Linked DNA regions of Drosophila melanogaster: region 2 is linked to region 1. The links are chromatin contacts, called in public Hi-C maps. All regions are on one chromosome and are shown on one strand. The core of a region is the stretch at or near the end of the contact, and the rest is flanking DNA. Distances in the headings are between cores, read along the strand shown.

Region 1 (5,144 bases), core at 1,716-4,215:
TGTCTTTAGCTTTCCCCTTGTCTATCCATCGATTTTGTCCCAATATTGTTATATGGTTCGGCCTCACTGTACAGTAGGGCTACTGTATAATTCCCGGCTGCGAAAAAAAAAACAACGAATGACAGAGAATAAACAAAATATTCAAACAAATAAGCAAACAAACAAACAAGCTGCTGCTTCTAGTTATTTGCGACTGATTTATGGGGAATTCCAGGTGCGTCAGCTCGAGTGGTTCTGTGGGTCGTAACTTTGCCGCTGACACCGAATTGGGTGTCCAACTGTCGAAAAAAAAAACATTTTATTAAATATATAAATAGCTGCTAAGTTGGCAGACAACGGATGATAAAACCATCTTGCGAAAGAGGGGATTAGTATGATTTCGACTTGGCCTTTCCTATAAAGTTTAAAAATAATGTCAGTGTTCTTTCCTCCTCTAAACTCTCTACAGCTATAGCCAAAAAAATCAGTTTTGCTATTTAAATTGCAGCTTTTTATAGATTTCTTATTCTTTCGTGACTTATGTTGCTAACTTTTTTCTTTAATTTTGAATAATTTTTGTTCCTCTGGCTAAATTCCAAGCAAGGTGACTTTTTCCGCCGTCTGCTTATTTCTGGGTGCGAATTTGAAATGCAAATTCTTCGCCATCGGACTTTAAGCCCCAATCATAATGATCACATATCTGCGCTTATAGACGGGGCATGTGGATTTCTAGTGTTTTCTGTGCACATAAAAATAAAAGGTATTAATTAACAATAAAAATAACTTGACTGGAGGCACGCTTTGGCGTTATTTCATCGACTCCGGGGCACAAATAAGTAACAAAGTACGAAACAAAGCTGCCAAAAAATCACAAAACTATAGAAAATCAATCCGTCGGATTCATCCGGCAACAACAATGCCTATCCATCGATCTTCAGACTGAAACTCTTTTGTTATTTTGTGATATTTTTGGCACTATTTATTTATTTATAAAGCAGTCACCAGTCGCAGTCACATTTGTTTTTCCTGTGGGCACAATCAATCTATGGCGCGAAAGCCAAAAATAAGTCGATCGACCGAGTCTTAACCGCAAACTTAACGCCTTGGGCTCAGCCGGCGATATCGTGGACATATCGAACTTATGACGCAAGTATCACGTCTGGACATCCAGTATGCAGTAGTCAATACCCAATACCCAGCTGACGGTGGAGTCAATCCGACCGATTCGTAGATACAGCAGCGCTAAAAACAAATCGTGAGAAAGGCCACCGATGTTGACAATTCACACCCTGGATCGTCGAGAGCGGAAGATTTGTTGCTTTCCTACGCTATGGAAAACTACAGGGAGCTTCTTGGACTCAGACCCCAATTTGCTATCATTAGATAGACTCACTCCAGCATATATTTACATGCTTTACGACTTTTAACACCTGATAAGATTTGATTTAAATGTCACAATTAGCGGATGACAAAAATTTCCATATCAGTGTGAATCTCTCTGTCTGGAGTGTCGGGAGGTATTTTTGAAGTTCATTCCGCTTCGTTTTGCGGATTGCCCTATTTTTAGATAGGCCACGTGCAGTCTGATATCTTATTCTATTAGCTCACAATTACGACGCCTTTCAGGAGTAACTAAGCACTATATTTTTAGCACAAAGTCATGAAAAGGCCTACATTTTATCTATTCACTTGACCATGAGGCATTTCCTTTATTAGTTTTACAATTGCTCAGCAAACCATCAATTACACATTTCCCTTGATAAGCCCATTAAGTGTTTCCGCAAAACTAAAAATGCTCCATATAAGGTCATCGCATTAGCGATAGTAATTGATAGGCTAGTATCGTGGTAAGATTTTAATTTTAGCACTCACATTCAACCTGGAACGTGGAATATGGTGCTATGGGTGTTATGGGGATATAGCAAGGTATCACCATCCGGAAATGAGTCGAGCCCCAAAAAAAGGAAATTCTTTATAGTTTAACGCGATTAGATTTGCGACCGTTAGACTGTAAGGGATATCGGATGGGGTGGGTGTACCATTGCCCAGACGAATCATGCTGATTGCATGCATCGTACGATCTCTGTACGCTGATTCCAGCTCGAGTTCCGGCAGCCAGCTGCTGACGTCAAAGTCTTTAATCGAAAGTCGAAACGATGTGACCCACATACAAACATTGAAAGCACAAGTGTTGGCCTAGCCCTTAGTTGCTGACTAAAGTCGGCCCGGGCAGCCAGATAAGGCCAGACCATCCGACCGCGGATCCCATGCACCGCACCACGTACTCCTTGACGGGGTGTAAGAAATACACTGAGCAAATTTAGAATGAGCTTTACGCTTATCATAGTGATATATGATTGAGACAGGTCTTCTAATATAGTTTTTCCAGCAATGAGTAATAAGAAACGCAAAGAAGGGAGTTCCCCCTTTTATATATTGTGAGTCGGTTCGTTTTATGTAAATAAATTTCTTATAATAAATGCTATTTTTTTTAATCTCAAACAGGTTTTACAATATCTTTAACCAAGTAAATAATAATATATTTTAAATCAATATAATTGATTTACATTTATTAAGACCGTAGATTCTTATTATTTACTTGTCTATACCCAGTACTTTAAAAACTTTGAATATATACTGTAAACTTATTGATTGTATATTTACTTATTTTCAACACATGGTAAAATGTATTTTCGTATCTTAAAGCAAGAACCTAACAGTTTTTTTCAGTGCACAGTTCGAAGGCGTCTACGTGCGCTGCAATGCGAAGCACGAGCCCCGTCGTTAATTTCACCATTAGCCTCCTCGCACAGTGAACACTCTGATAAGACGCCGGCATGCCGTGCCACACATGCACACACATAAATATATAAAGTAATATATGACTGATTGTCTGCCGAGGCCCAAGACGTCGGTCGTCGTAAACAGCTTATCAGCCGGGCAATGTGGTTACCCGTCGAAAGCGCTGGAACGGCAACCAGATCGGGAACCTGTCACAGACAGCTGCCGAGTCTCCGGCTGGCACATGCAATCACCCGGCGGAGCAAAGTGCGAAGACCGACGTCATCGTGGAACGCTGACGCAACGACCTTGCCAAGCGGCCCACCTCCCGACGCTCCCACCGGCCACCCACCTTAAAGTCCAACGGGCTGTGAGTCACCAGTCGCCATTGATTTCCATTAGATTTCGATTCGATGACTGGCACTCATGCGGATCACAGATTACAGGATGTCGGACGACTTAGTTGGATTTCTGGGAATCTCGAAATCCCACTGAGCAATGCTATGATATTGACTTCGATTGCATTGCGGAACTGACTTGGATTACGATTGGATTACAACACGGAACTTTATGATAATATTTTCCAAAAGCCTTTGGTCCAGATTATTAATGATATCATGTAACTAAATAATCATTGAATATTTCCCCTAGCAAGAACTTACATATATATAATAATTATAAGTCCGACGACTTTAAGTGATTTGTTTTTGATGGATTTGAAAGATACAAAATTAAAACATCGCTCAACTTGCAATACTAAGCCACACAAGCTGAGAGTCCACCGATCGATCATTAGTTCTTCTTGGCCATTAGAAAATCCCTTCTTTATATAACACGATCATCCGATACGATCCGTTGCCTCTTTCATCAGCTTTTTGGCCAGACATGCCCTGGGGTCTCGAATCTACACAGACACCTCATACATTCAAAATCGATATTTTTTAGATGCTGCTCTTTCGAGTCGAGCTTAGTGTTTTTTATTTTTTTTTTTTTTTTTGGTTTTTGCTGGCTTTGTCTTTGGCGCCGTCTAGCTCAAAAATGTCTAAAACTGTCATTAATTAGAATTTGCAGCGTGTCGAGTCTGTGCCATCCGTCGTCGCTTGTCTGGCCGTTTGGCATTAAAATGTTAACCACCAAGGGGCCAAAAAGGGGGACCAGACCGCATCGCGAACGTTTCTGGAATTCCCCCGCCGCAAAAAAAGAAAGCAAGCCACAAGAAAAATTAGCCAACAAGCGTGTGTTTGCCAAAGCCAAGGCAAAAACAACACAAAAAAAAAGAAATAAGAGTTAAAAATAATCATAAATAAAGGTAGGAAAATAAAGCAAATATCGCCTGAGACAAAAACCAGTCGGAGATGCCGTTGGAGACGCCAAATGGTGGCTACGCTCGACAGGGGAGGGTGGGGGGATAGGGGGCCACAGACGGGCCCCACTCTAAGCCACTCTAAGCCAACTGAGCAACTGAGCCACTGAGCCACTGAACCGCCGAGCAACAACTCTGAGCCACTTTGAGCCACACGCGCCGCGCTTTTGTCATAAGCCTGTCATAGACCACGCGACTGCAGCTGAATTCACACGCTTCGTTGTGGTTTATTGTATTTTTTTCCATATAATTTATATATCATTTGATTGTATTCCACTTCGTGGAATTTGCGGCGACATTCCCAGCACACTTCGTATATATATATAGTGTAGTCTACTGACATGTGGATATATGGATAATGGGGCCACAGTCTGGCTTCTATTCAGAACGATTGGCCGATTTGGGTGCAGTTTCCTAGGCCAGATTTGCATCGAAAGTTTAACAATTCGATCAGATCTTATCTTTTATTTCTTTCGCTAAATCATAGATTTTGAAAGGAATTTTAAAGTGGAATTTTTTGTTCTTGGCCTATTCATAAAACATAATTTTTCCACAATAAAGAGTTTTGTATGTATGGTGGTATAAAAATCTGATCAATGCAAAAGCTGAAATATTTCTAAAATATTGGTCTGCAGTGTAGAGCAAATAAATATGTATATATAAATACATTTTTTTTTAAAGAAGACTATCTACTGTAATTGCTATTTTCCGACACTTAATTTGCAGCTGACGTTCTGTCAATTAGCCACATGGAATGGCATAGTGCCTGTTGTGGGCGTTTGATTGATGTTAGAAATGCCGCCATCGTGCGATACTCGATTATGATAATGCAGGTGAGCCTTCAACAGGTGCCACTGCCATTGGGGATTGGAATGGCGTTTGGAATGGGATCGGGAGTGGATATGACCAACAGTTCGGAGCTTTGGAGCCGAGTCGTGCTGGTTTTTCCCCACAGAATTAACTTCAAGAGCAGATAACATGCCTCATAAATCAAGAGCATGTAAATAGTTTAACGCGTGTG
Region 2 (5,486 bases), core at 1,685-4,184, 1.1 Mb after region 1:
CAGTTTTGTTTGAAACTTGATACTCTGTGCTCTTGCCAAACCATTTAGCAAGTAAACAATAGGAAAGCTCCACATACTTCTCCACTAGCAACTCCGTGTCCAGCTCGTCCCTGTTCTCGTCGAAGCCCTCCGTGTAGTTGTACGGCGTTTTGGGCTCATCGATTTTCATGTGTCCGTAGTCCTTGTCGGCCGGATGGAAGGTCTGCATCACGTTCAGCTCATCGAACTTGGCACTTTTGCGAAAACTTTTTAAAAGGATGAAAAAGAAACCAATTAATAAGGGCTATTAACTGGGGTCATTCGATGACCTCACCTGGCTCCCGACTTGTCGAAGCTACGCGAAGTCTTTAGTATACCCTTGCAGGGTAGCTGTGGGCTGGGATTGTTCTGCATCCTGGCTATCTGTGTTACCTGTAACAATGGGCAAAGACCAGAGTGTGCTTTAGTTGCGAACAATGCACGCGGATAATTACGTCAGGCGGTTGGGAGTCATTGATGATTTCGTAGATTTTATGGTTGTTGTTTCTGTTGCTGCTGCCACTGTTGCTGCTGGACAATCGTGAATCACGGCGGCAGTAGCCGAACAGGCACTGAAATCGCGATGTTCGCCAGATTATAATGGCACAGGTCGCGGCGAAACCTCGTGCCCTTGGAGGGGTTGCCATTGCCGCCCACTGGGTGGCCACTACGGCCAGCAATGCCCCACCAACACCCCGCTGGACATCCGACGCATTGTTGTCGTCCGCCTCCGCCTGCACCACCGCCTCCATTCCGAATCCCACTTACTTGTGTGACTTTCGCCTGTTAACTGCAATTGCAACTGCGTTTCCGGAGGGCAATTTACGCCACAATCTTCAAGTTGGCAGCCAGCTGGGTTTTGGGCGAGGGCCACGATCTCATCGATGTCGCCAGACGGGCGGTTTTGATCTTAATTTGGAAAACGTTAGATTTGGCTCTTTACGCTTTAATGGTCACTGTGTGGATATTCTCTTCTAATTTGTATTGCAAAGCAAATGGCAAATCCGGTAAAATATTCTAACAAATTCTACTAGAGCTGGCAACACAGCGATGGCACCTTCGATTACATTTAATCGATACTTGCGTATCGTGACCCAAGCCGACACAAAAACATAACATGCTTTAAATAAATAGCTCAGACTCGAACCAATTTTAAAAATAGTTTTCAAAACTTCGTTTGAGAAATTCATTTTTGAGAGGAAAGAACATGCATTCAAATTTATTTTTGAATATCCTTCGGAAAGATATTTCAACGAATTTGAGTTAATTGGAGTTCACAAAATTAAATAAAGAAAACCCTGTCCATTAAAAATCAACGTTTTATATCGTACACTTTACTTGCTATTATCAAGGTCATTAAATTAAATACTTAGAAGGCTAGAAATTAGTAGGTGTTGTAGAAAAAATGCTGCATGTATCAGTCTCTCAGTTGAAGCGCTGGAAGTTCTGCTGCTGATTGAACATCATCTGTTGCTGCTGCTGCTGCTGTTGTTGCTGCTGCTGCTGTTGCTGCTGCTGCTGGTGGTGAAAATCTTGCTGGTTACCAGCTCCGGACAATCGAACTCTCTTTGCATTCGGCTCAGCGTTCATTTGCTGCTGCTGCTGCTGCTGTTGTTGTTGCTGCTGCTGTTGCTGCTGCTGTTGCTGCTGTTGTTGCTGCTGCTGTTGCTGCTGTCGCTTATTATCCGACTTATCTTCCTGGTCGTCGTCGGTGAGGAATTCACGCTTGGGATACGGTATGGGGCAGCCGGCGAACACGTCCTGCGTGGGCTGCGGCTCCTCCTGGAAGTACTGATCCTGCATGGCCTGTTCGGAGGTGATGCGCTTGTTGGGATCCATTAGCAGCAGCTTCTGCAGCAGGTGAAAGGCCTTGCTGTCTGGCTTTATTTTGTGCCTTTCCATGTATTTGGCCAGCGAGCAGGTGGAGTATGTGGAGCGTTTAAAGTCCTTTGTCAGCGTATGATGTTCCGGCATCTTCTTGATATCCTCCCAGTCCTTGTCCTGCGGAAAGCCCATCACATTGAAGATGCGGTCTAGCTGATCGTGATGGTACGGATTACTGGTCTTTATGTCCTCCTGGCGGCAATGGAAGATGGGCTCCGAAGTGAGTAGTTCGGCGAAAATACAGCCAATAGCCCAGATGTCGATAGCCTTGGTGTAGTGACGAGCGCCAAGCAGCAGTTCCGGAGCGCGATACCAAAAGGTAACCACCACGGGATCCAGATCTGCCAGCGGTTTCAATGGGGCATTGAAGAGCCGCGCGAAACCCATGTCGGCGATTTTTACGCGGCCCCTCTCGTTGCCATCGCCCATCACCAGGATGTTGGCCGGCTTCAGGTCACGATGTAGCACCCAATTACTGTGCAGATAGTGAATCCCATCCAGAATCTGATATAGCAGACTTTTAACCATACCGCGGGGAACCACAACCTGCTTTTTGGTGGCCTTAGCAGCCCGATGGAACTTAATGATGTGCCACAGGTCGTGCTCCGCATAGTCGATCAACAGGAACACCTTGCGGTCGTTGTGCGACAGAAACACCCGGATGAGGGTAATTACGTTCTGATGCTTCAGTTCGCGCAGCAATGCGATCTCGCGGCAGGCGGACATGGACAATCCGGTGCCGTCGATCTGCTTCAAGGCATATTCTTTGCCATCGCTAAAGAACATGAATACTATAATTATTTATATTGTTTGAAGAGCACCCGATGACCAGTTCACCTTGTCTCCTTCCATTTCGCCTTGTAGACGTGGCCGTATGTTCCGCGTCCCACCTTACAGCCCTCGTAGTTGAATAGGTCCTCCACTTTCGTACGCTCTATCTGCGTTTTCATCTTGAAATCGTAGTCCATTTTTACAAAAGTTTGCAAATTCCACAATTGTTTGTAAATGAAGATGCCGCCAATCAGCTGTCTCCCGATAACGATAACACAGCCTTAACCAGGGATGGAAAATGGGAACAGTGCTCGCCATACCTAGCTTTTTTTATAGCTAGCCTTTTAAAACAGAAAACATTTTTTTATAATTTTGTTTTTTTTAATTTTTTGTTTACTGTTTAAAAAATTCTATTGTATCCACAAACAAGCAAAGCCAGAAAAACTTTCTGTATATTTCATTCAACCTCGTAAAAAAAAAACTTGTTTCTAAAGAAAGAAAGAAAATAGAAATATAATCCCCCTAAATATTTTTGAATTCTGAACCAAATCAAATACATATATATTGGATGTTATATAGAAAAATAGGTAATCCAATAGTACTTGACAAGGTGCTTGTATAATCCTATCACAATAAAATATGAAAGCTCTATCAATAATAAACTCAAAAGAAAACGAAATCAAAATTTATCCATTGGCGATACGCTTTATTTTTCCCTTGGAAAATATCTATGTTTTTATTTTCGATTCTTTGTACCAACAACTTATCAGCTAGGCATGGTAAAAGTAAACTATAATTGTGTCCTTAAAATGCAAGTGAAATTATATGTATATGAACCACGTTGGAAACTCCAAACAATTTAAATTCATAGCAACATCTCGTCGTGTTTCTTTCTCCGTTTCGTATCTCTATGTACATTATGCAGATATTAGAATTAAGAAATGCACAAATTATTGGATTGGAATGCATAAACAAAAGGCAATATGATTGAACGCGGCGAAGGAAGACACTTTTCAATGCGATTGATGAACACTGAACTAAATATGGCAAAAATTAGATTATTTAACATTCTAGTTCTAGATGTAAATTACATGTGTAATTAATATGGAAGAGCTTTGGAAACAAATCGGTGGAAGTAAGTCGAAGCTAACCAAATCGTGTTTGTGTAACAATTAACTTGTTTTTCGTTTTAAGTTTAATATGAAATTAAATGCATTTAATAAATATAGGTGTGCGTGCGTATGTGTTTGTATATGCAAAATGGAAGTAAATTTGTTCTTAACAATGCTTTTTGTTTGTATTCTAGAATTTGCCGAATACATATCGTGTGTTGTTTAACATTAGCTGTATGACAGTTATATAAAGTAAATATACATGTAAATGTATGTTTTTTTCATGCTTTTCGCAGTATTTTTCTCGCGTTCAGATTGCGTTAGAATTATTTGCTTTTCGCGTGTGTCGCCTCTGGGCAAAACGCCTAGTTTAGTTGATTTTTTAGAAATTTTTGCTACGCCTAAATTAACTGGTATAATGAAGTTAATCATACACATGTACATACATACTGTGGGATATATATATACTCGTGTATCTGCTATTTACATCTTTTCATTTTCATTTCGCTACTCATCATCCCGCCGATACTTAACTTAGGCTAGGCTTTAAAAAATCTTAGCAGTTTCTGAGTTTTTAGTAGTTTAGGCTTATAAAGTTATCAGTTTTCAGTGGTTCTCTGCCCTCTTTGCGCTCACACAAGTATAGAAATGCTCTTTCCATATTGGGTATTTTGTTTTCGTGTAAAAATAATGTTAGCACATACAAAAAAATAAATAGGCTTATAAATATTTAGATTTCGTTTCCGTTCCTCTTGTTTTCTCCTCGTGTTGTTGTAGCTGGTGTAGGCGGTACCGTAAAAATCTGGTGTATAAAAACTGTTAATTAAAAAAACTTAGTCTAGACCTTTACAACGTTAAACTCGTAAAAATGATACAAAAAAAAACAAGAGCCTAGAAATTAGCACAATTAATCGTTTTGTACAGCAGCATCCTCTGGTTGCGTAGGAGCGGTAGGGGGTTGTGTTTGCCACATCGATGCGTATTCCTTTACCTGGTCGTGATAATGGCCCGCGGCAAAGCGAATACGCACAGCCTTGAACGCTAATAAATCGGTGGAGCTGGCTGCGATGACGATGTGGTGCTGGGCGGTGCGGCCACCACACTTGATGTGGTCGATGATGGACTGGAGGAGGATCCATTGCCGCAGTTATTGTTGTTCAAATTGTTGTTGTGGCGCTGCAGTTGATGGCTGCGCAGGGGCTGGAACTGCGACTGCTGTTGCTGGAGCTGCTGATGGTGCTGCTGTTGCTGCTGATGGAACGGCAATCTCTGCTGCTGATACTGCATGTTGTGCAGACAGTAGGCGTTCATGTTGCTCGTAGCTGGCTGATAAGGATACGCCCGAACGTTCTGCATTTGCGGCAGCACTGGCTGCGGCTGGAACTGCTGAAGTTGCTGCTGCTGCTGCTGTTGCTGTTGCTGCTGATGTTGCTGCTGCTGGTGATGCTGCTGATTCAACTGGCCGGCGGCTCGCATCATATGCCAATAGTTATCATCGCCAATGGGTGCCTGTCTGCTGCCGTATTTCAGTTGCCGCGTAATGCCCTGCTTGTAGTCCCGATGATCTCTATCGATGGCATAGGCCTTCTCTCTCAGCTTCTCAATCGTTCGCTTGAACTCAGCGAAGGCCTGTGGTGAATGCTTCTGCAGATCGGTGGCCAGCGGCACCAGAGGATTGTGCTGTTGGTGTTGCGTCTGCGA

What was found. A called contact is a pair of places that touch in the nucleus more often than the background predicts.
Region 2: a Hi-C map of the Kc167 cell line shows a contact between it and region 1, with 3 times the contacts expected there. A contact is called at or near these places in 3 of 107 Hi-C or Micro-C datasets (the Kc167 cell line and the S2 cell line).

Annotation. Positions count from the first base shown.
Region 1 is chr3L:8,689,738-8,694,881 of dm6, forward strand. lncRNA:CR44526 (long non-coding RNA:CR44526) reads left to right here and starts at 2,966. Exons shown (of 1, transcript NR_124833.1): 1 at 2,966-3,454.
Region 2 is chr3L:9,835,736-9,841,221 of dm6, forward strand. It overlaps Cdk8 (Cyclin-dependent kinase 8), which reads right to left and starts at 2,935. Exons shown (of 2, transcript NM_080487.4): 1 at 2,740-2,935; 2 at 1,345-2,677. The coding sequence starts at 2,870. The coding sequence ends at 1,444. It overlaps RasGAP1 (Ras GTPase activating protein 1), which reads right to left. Exons shown (of 5, transcript NM_168382.2): 5 at 3,358-5,486. The coding sequence ends at 4,827. I-2 (Inhibitor-2) reads right to left here and starts at 1,070. Exons shown (of 5, transcript NM_079289.3): 1 at 787-1,070; 2 at 314-411; 3 at 78-245. The coding sequence starts at 393.